Regions from separate parts of the Mus musculus genome. Here region 1 is linked to region 2. A link is a contact called in public promoter capture Hi-C data. All regions are on one chromosome and are shown on one strand. The core of a region is the stretch at or near the end of the contact, and the rest is flanking DNA. Distances in the headings are between cores, read along the strand shown. Region 1 has its middle 46 kb from the start of Ammecr1. Region 2 holds the start of Ammecr1 (Alport syndrome, mental retardation, midface hypoplasia and elliptocytosis chromosomal region gene 1).

Region 1 (3,019 bases), core at 257-2,756, 46 kb before region 2:
AGCAAATATAATACATTCTTCCCAATTATATTTTTTAGATAACACAGGTTAACATCCTCTTGTCTCATTGATGCCTTTACCCCAACATTGTAAGGCAGGTACTGTGGTCATATTCAAAGTGAGAGACTAGGTTGGGGCAGGTTTCTATGATTTCTTCAAAGCTTAGCTAATAAGTCTCAGAGCACAACTAAAAGTGTTTGCTGTGTTTGTACTGGGCTCTTACGCTCTCTGTTTGTAGTATCCCAGAGATTATAGCACCCTTGATCTCTTCGGAGTTCTCTTGAAGAATTTTTTCTCATCCAGTTACCTCTAAGGTATCATGTCAACAACCCTAGGAAGTGCCCTTAACCCATTTAAATTTAATGTAAAACAGTTATTCTCAGCCTATAGGTTGTGACCTCATTGAGGTGAGGGTCACATATCAGACATCCTGTATACAATTCACAACAGTAGCAAAATTACAGTTATGAAGTAGCAACAAAATAATTTTATGGTTGGAGATGACTACCATAAACATAACATGAGAAACTGTATTAAAGGGTCATAGCATTCGAAGGGTTGAGGACCACTTGTATAGGACCACAAAGTCTCAATTTAAAGGTGTCTCCACCTATGTGTCAGCTCAGACTCATTTCTGTTTAACATCCCTGTTCAGAGGCTGGGGGAATTTCTCAAAAACATCTAGTGAGACCTGACTTCATGTCCATGGGGTCATTTCATTTTTCACTGAGCTTGGTAAATTATGTAGTAACCCTGCTTCAGTGATGAGAAACTTGTTAGACCAACATGTTCCACCTTTTAATGTGTCTCTTAATGAAGGCATCTTTATGGTGTGTAGAAGCCTGTTTATCTGTATTTTCTTCCCACTGACATCAGAGACAAGAGAACCTGAGATAAGTTTGTCTTTACAACCTTTTCATCTTCGTTTTAAACAAGTCATTTAACTTTTCTGAACCTTCATTTTCTTGCCTCAAATGGGAATAATATTACTGTCTTTGTAAGACTTTTCTTTTTTAAAATAGCAGATAGGCCTAACACATTTTGTGTGGTCAACTCTAATTAACATCATTGTAAGTCCTAGCATCAGATCATTGGGTAACAATGAGAGAACAGATCTTGGTGTGTGCCTCGCCTCACTTGAAGTGCTTTAAACTTTCACCATTCTTGTTCTTTTCCATGCTAAAAAAAGACTAGAAAATATTGTCCCACTTACCATTTCACCCTTAAAGAACTGCAAATGACTTCATAATTTAACTTGGAAAAAGAATTCTCAGTAGTACATGTAGTGCTTTTCTGAAAGATTGCTCAGTGTTTTCATTTCCTGTAATATTTTCTCATCTCTAATTTCATTTGAAGGTCACAGTGACTCCATGCATGAGGCAGGACTGGCATCATTCATTCATTTATGTATTTAATGAATGTTTGCTGTGCCCTGACTATATGCTAGACCTTATCGTTGGAACTGAGGATAGAGCAATGGAAAAGAAAAAAGAAAACAAACCACAGACCTAGTTTCAACCCTCTGGAGCTCCATTTCAAGGATAGTCACTGATAAGGAAACTGTACAAGTTGCGTGGTTTGTAAGAGGTAGAACTCAGACTAGAACTAAGGTTTGCTGTTGTTTACTGTGATGTATATTCCTCTCTCGTCTGTCTGTGTTTAGTTTCCCATGTATTCAACATCTTCCTTTTTTATACTTCCTTCTTTGCTTTAAAGTGTTTTTGCCTGAAAGACAAAAACCAACCAACCAAATATACAAACAAAACCACGGAAACAAACAATAAATAATCTTGAATTTGCTATTGGATTATACTTTTAGAACACCCCTTTTAGTTTTCCATTCAAGTTTTATTATACATAATATTTAGTTGGACGGGTGATGCGTCAGCACTCCAGTGTCCCTGTCCCTGTGCTATTAGCTAAGCCACACTATTTAACTGTATGATCTGGTCAGTACCACGAAGCAGGGGGACTAGAAGCCTTGTGTCTTCCTTGCTCCTTTAGGTCTCACCCTCCCCTTAACTGATATCTTTCCCTCCACACACACATTATCTCCACCCTCCTTGTATCTACTCTATATTCCTCTCCTACCCTACAACTGCCTCGAATACCTTATTGCTCCTCTTGCCTCCACCCCAACTCTCCTCTCTATCCCCAGCTTAAAATAAATCTATGCAGCTCAAGTCTAGTTCCTTTAAGGAACTTTTGAAAATAACTCAAACTGTCAAGGATGACTCCAATATATGAATAGTCCAGCATTTGTATTTTAAACTTTAATTGCCTAGGTCCATACTGAAGAGGACCTCATTTGATAGCCTTTCATCTGAAAAAGACCTGGGGATTTTAATTGGCCTCATGCTCAATATGAATCAATAGTGGTAATGCAGTTGCAAGCATATAAATAAATGGATAGCTGGGGGGGGGTGCCATCACAGACTGTACTAAAACAAATATGTTTTTAGACTGAGAGAAATATTATTAAAATCCACAAATCACATTTTAATCTTATCCATTGTATTGATGTTTGTATCCCTTGTTCCAGACATTCCACTTCAAGTAATCCATGCTACAGAAATGCTTTGCTTCCGTGTTTGTTTCTAGCAGACTTCAGTATTTTCCCTGTCTCTTCAGTTACACATGATGCATGCCCAGGGTATTGACTTGTCTTGGTTTATTCTAATTAGGACCTGATATATAGTATTAACCTAAGGATTTATGTTTTCTTGCTTTCTGGAAAACTGTTAGCTATCTTCCTATGAGCCATTTCTCTTCTTGTTTTTCTCTTCTTTTCATGTTCTCTTCCTGTAGGGCTTAGGTTCTATGGAGTTTATGCGTGTTCTCTCTGTTCTGATTACTGTGTAGTGTTCCACAGTGCTGTGCTATGTTCTATGATGCTCTCAACTCAATTTGTATTTTGCTTGTTCTCTCCTGAGTCATATTTGTAGTTTAGCCTTTTAATCAACTTTTAAAACATTTCAGTTGCAACAGAGGTAAGGTCTTCCTGTACTTATTGTGTATA
Region 2 (2,768 bases), core at 143-2,642:
GCGAACAAGCCTCTCTTTTCTACAGCTTGAGTTTAATAAAAATGCTCTCACCTGTTTGTAAGGTCCCACACACTTAGATCAAAGGTGCCAAAATCCACCCTCTACTGTTTGCAGACAGACAGACTCCTGACTTTGGGGGGGGGGGTATTTTGACACCATGTAGACACAATGGAGATCAGTTATTTTCTACTTGGTTTATTTTTAAATGAATTTTTACAGCTGGCTATTGTCATTTTACAGCCCCTTCTTAAGTGCCCAAAACAGGACTGACTCAATCATACACCTCCCCATTCATTCAAAGAGTTTTGAGACAATTTCTTAAAACTGAGAATTAAGAATTGTCTCATTATACATCTGAACAAAATCTTCTAACTTGCAACTAAAGTGACACTACCTGACTTATATATTTATCTCCAAGGTCTGGACATTGCACTTATATTTCGAATCTCTTTGTTTTCGAATCTCTTTGTTTTCGAGTTCCAAACCCGAAAAGCCCATGGCTGTAAGTCTGAAAACACAAGGAACATCTTTGATTCTGTGGGGTGTTTGTGAGGCACGTATTTATATATGTATTCTTGCTTTTTAATGGTCTCTCTGGACTACGAGGAGAAGATGGAGGGATATACAAGATATACACATTGAATTGGACTTTAATATTTGTCAATTAGAAAGATTAAAGTTTTGCATTTTTTTAGCAAAATCTCAGAAAAACTGTGGTGTCTGGCTAGGTTAGCGTTAAAGACACTGTCGTGTGGCCATTTCCCGGATGGCTTTTACAGTGGCTGTCTCAGGTGTGGAGCTCCAAGGAGCACCTGCTTGCTCACACTCTTAACAGTTCAGAACCAGTGTATTTGAGGCCGGGTGGCTCAGGTTCCACCTAACTGGGCTCGAGTGTCACTAACACTACATGCAATGGGGTATCACCAAGGTGCGCTTTGGAACTTGGATGCTTATTTCAGACTTTCTCCTTTCTTTCCCCCTTTCACTAGTTTCTGTCCCCCTGCTTCTTCTTGGAGCTCGCCCATCTCCTCTTCTTCCTCCCACTCCTCCAAGTCTTGTTCTCTCTCTCTCTCTTTTTTCTTTTTTTTTTTTTTTTTTGCCTTTCCCTTCGCTTTTCCGCCTTCCATCCTCCGCCAGGAACCCGGCTCCCAGGAGGCGCGAGTCGGGCGGGACCCACCGTAGGCGCCAAGCCACCAAAGCTCGTGGCGCGCGCCGCAGGCGGGGGCGCGAGCACGCCCGAGAGCCTTGGCGGGGCTGGGCAGCCCGGGCCGCCGAGCCGCGTGTGCGCGCAGACCGCGAGCCCCCGGCGCGCCCCCGGCGGCCGGGGCCGCAGCGTGCTCGCCCCCGCCGCCAGCTCGCCTCACTTATGGGTCGGAAGCGCTGCGTGGGGGAGACTGTTCCAAGATGGCGGCGGGTTGCTGTGGGGTGAAGAAGCAGAAACTGTCCAGTTCGCCCCCCTCCGGCTCGGGTGGTGGTGGTGGCGCCTCCTCCTCCTCTCACTGCAGCGGGGAGAGCCAGTGCCGAGCCGGGGAGCTGGGACTAGGAGGCGCCGGGACGCGGCTCAACGGACTGGGCGGGCTGAGCGGCGGCGGCGGCAGCGGCGGCGGCGGTGGCTGTCCCCTCTCTCCCCCTCAGGGCTGCGGCGGCGGCGGCGGCGGCGGCGGCGGCGGCGGCAGCGGCAGCGGCGGCGGGGGCATCTCGCTGTCTCCACCTCTGAGCTGCGGAGTGGGAACCCTACTTTCTACTCCGGCCGCCGCCACCGCCTCCTCGCCGTCCTCCTCGTCCTCATCCCCCGGCTCCCGGAAGATGGTGGTGTCAGCGGAGATGTGCTGCTTCTGCTTCGATGTGCTCTACTGTCACCTGTACGGATACCAGCAGCCCCGGACCCCCCGCTTCACCAACGAGCCCTAGTGAGTACCGCGCTCCCCGTCGCCCTCTTCCCCCGGGCTCGGGATGGGGCTCAGAGTTGAGGCAAAGTGTAAGTCCTCCGCCTCCTGTTCGCGGGTGCCCCTCTGTCCCTCCTGCCTCTAGGGTCCCCAGAGTCGCCCGACCCGTGGGGGGCCCTCGGCGCTCCTCTGCTCCACGAGGAGAGCACCCTACCCTCGGAGCAGGGGGCTGCTTTGCCAGCCATGGCCCCCCTGGCTTCCAGACTGCTCCCGCTTCCTCTTTGCGCTAACTTCCAGGAGTTTTGCCCCTTCCCTTCGATCCTTTCTACCCCTCACCCTCCACCCCACCAGCGTCTGGGGCGATCTGGATCACTGTCGGTACCGACCTCTCCTCACTTTACTCGCCATTGCCCCACGTGAAAGCCCCGCCAGTATTCCCGCCCCGCGTACCTTGCACATGGAGAGCTACTATCCCATTGCAGGGTGAAAAATAGCAGTGATCTAACTTCTATTCTGCTAGTGATGGAACTTAGCTCTCGATCTCCAGGGAGGTTGCCCATCTTTTCCTCCGGGTTTCCCTGTTCCTCGGGGAGGGGAGAGGTTTCTTAAAACACCTTTTGCCTTACTACCTATTTTTATCTGAACGTACCCATTAAAATGCATTTCTAGTGAAGCTAGCGCACCACCTCACAGTTGAGAGTGAGACCTTTTTTTTTTTTCCCTCTTCCTTCTTCATTCCAGTGTCTTGGTATAGCACATTCAAAGAATGTTGTCCCCAAAGAGGCACTGTCAATATGTACCAAGCGTGCGTTCGCTTTTGTGTAGATTTCACATTTAAGCAACCTATGTTAAACTCAATGATTCGAGGAATAGTTAACCCAG

What was found. Promoter capture Hi-C pulls out the DNA fragments that hold promoters and counts their contacts.
Region 1: a promoter capture Hi-C map of fetal liver shows a contact between it and region 2, with 2.6 times the contacts expected there. The contact joins the enhancer-like site here to the promoter of Ammecr1 in region 2. A contact is called at or near these places in 2 of 39 promoter capture datasets (fetal liver and frontonasal cranial neural crest), 8 of 484 Hi-C or Micro-C datasets (Th1 cells, adipose-derived mesenchymal stem cells, beige adipocytes and 5 more) and 3 of 115 datasets of contacts at active chromatin or transcription factors (embryonic fibroblasts, embryonic forebrain and fetal liver).

Annotation. Positions count from the first base shown.
Region 1 is chrX:143,011,053-143,014,071 of GRCm38.p6, reverse strand. No RefSeq gene overlaps it. Among named protein-coding and RNA genes, the nearest start is that of Ammecr1, 46 kb to the right of the region's middle. Within about 2 kb of position 1,506, at least 8 of the 459 cell types and tissues checked have an H3K27ac peak or open chromatin away from gene starts, as enhancers often do. A contact at or near this core is called in erythroid progenitors and fetal liver, where this site is marked.
Region 2 is chrX:142,965,350-142,968,117 of GRCm38.p6, reverse strand. Ammecr1 (Alport syndrome, mental retardation, midface hypoplasia and elliptocytosis chromosomal region gene 1) reads left to right here and starts at 1,392. Exons shown (of 6, transcript NM_019496.4): 1 at 1,392-1,910. The coding sequence starts at 1,405.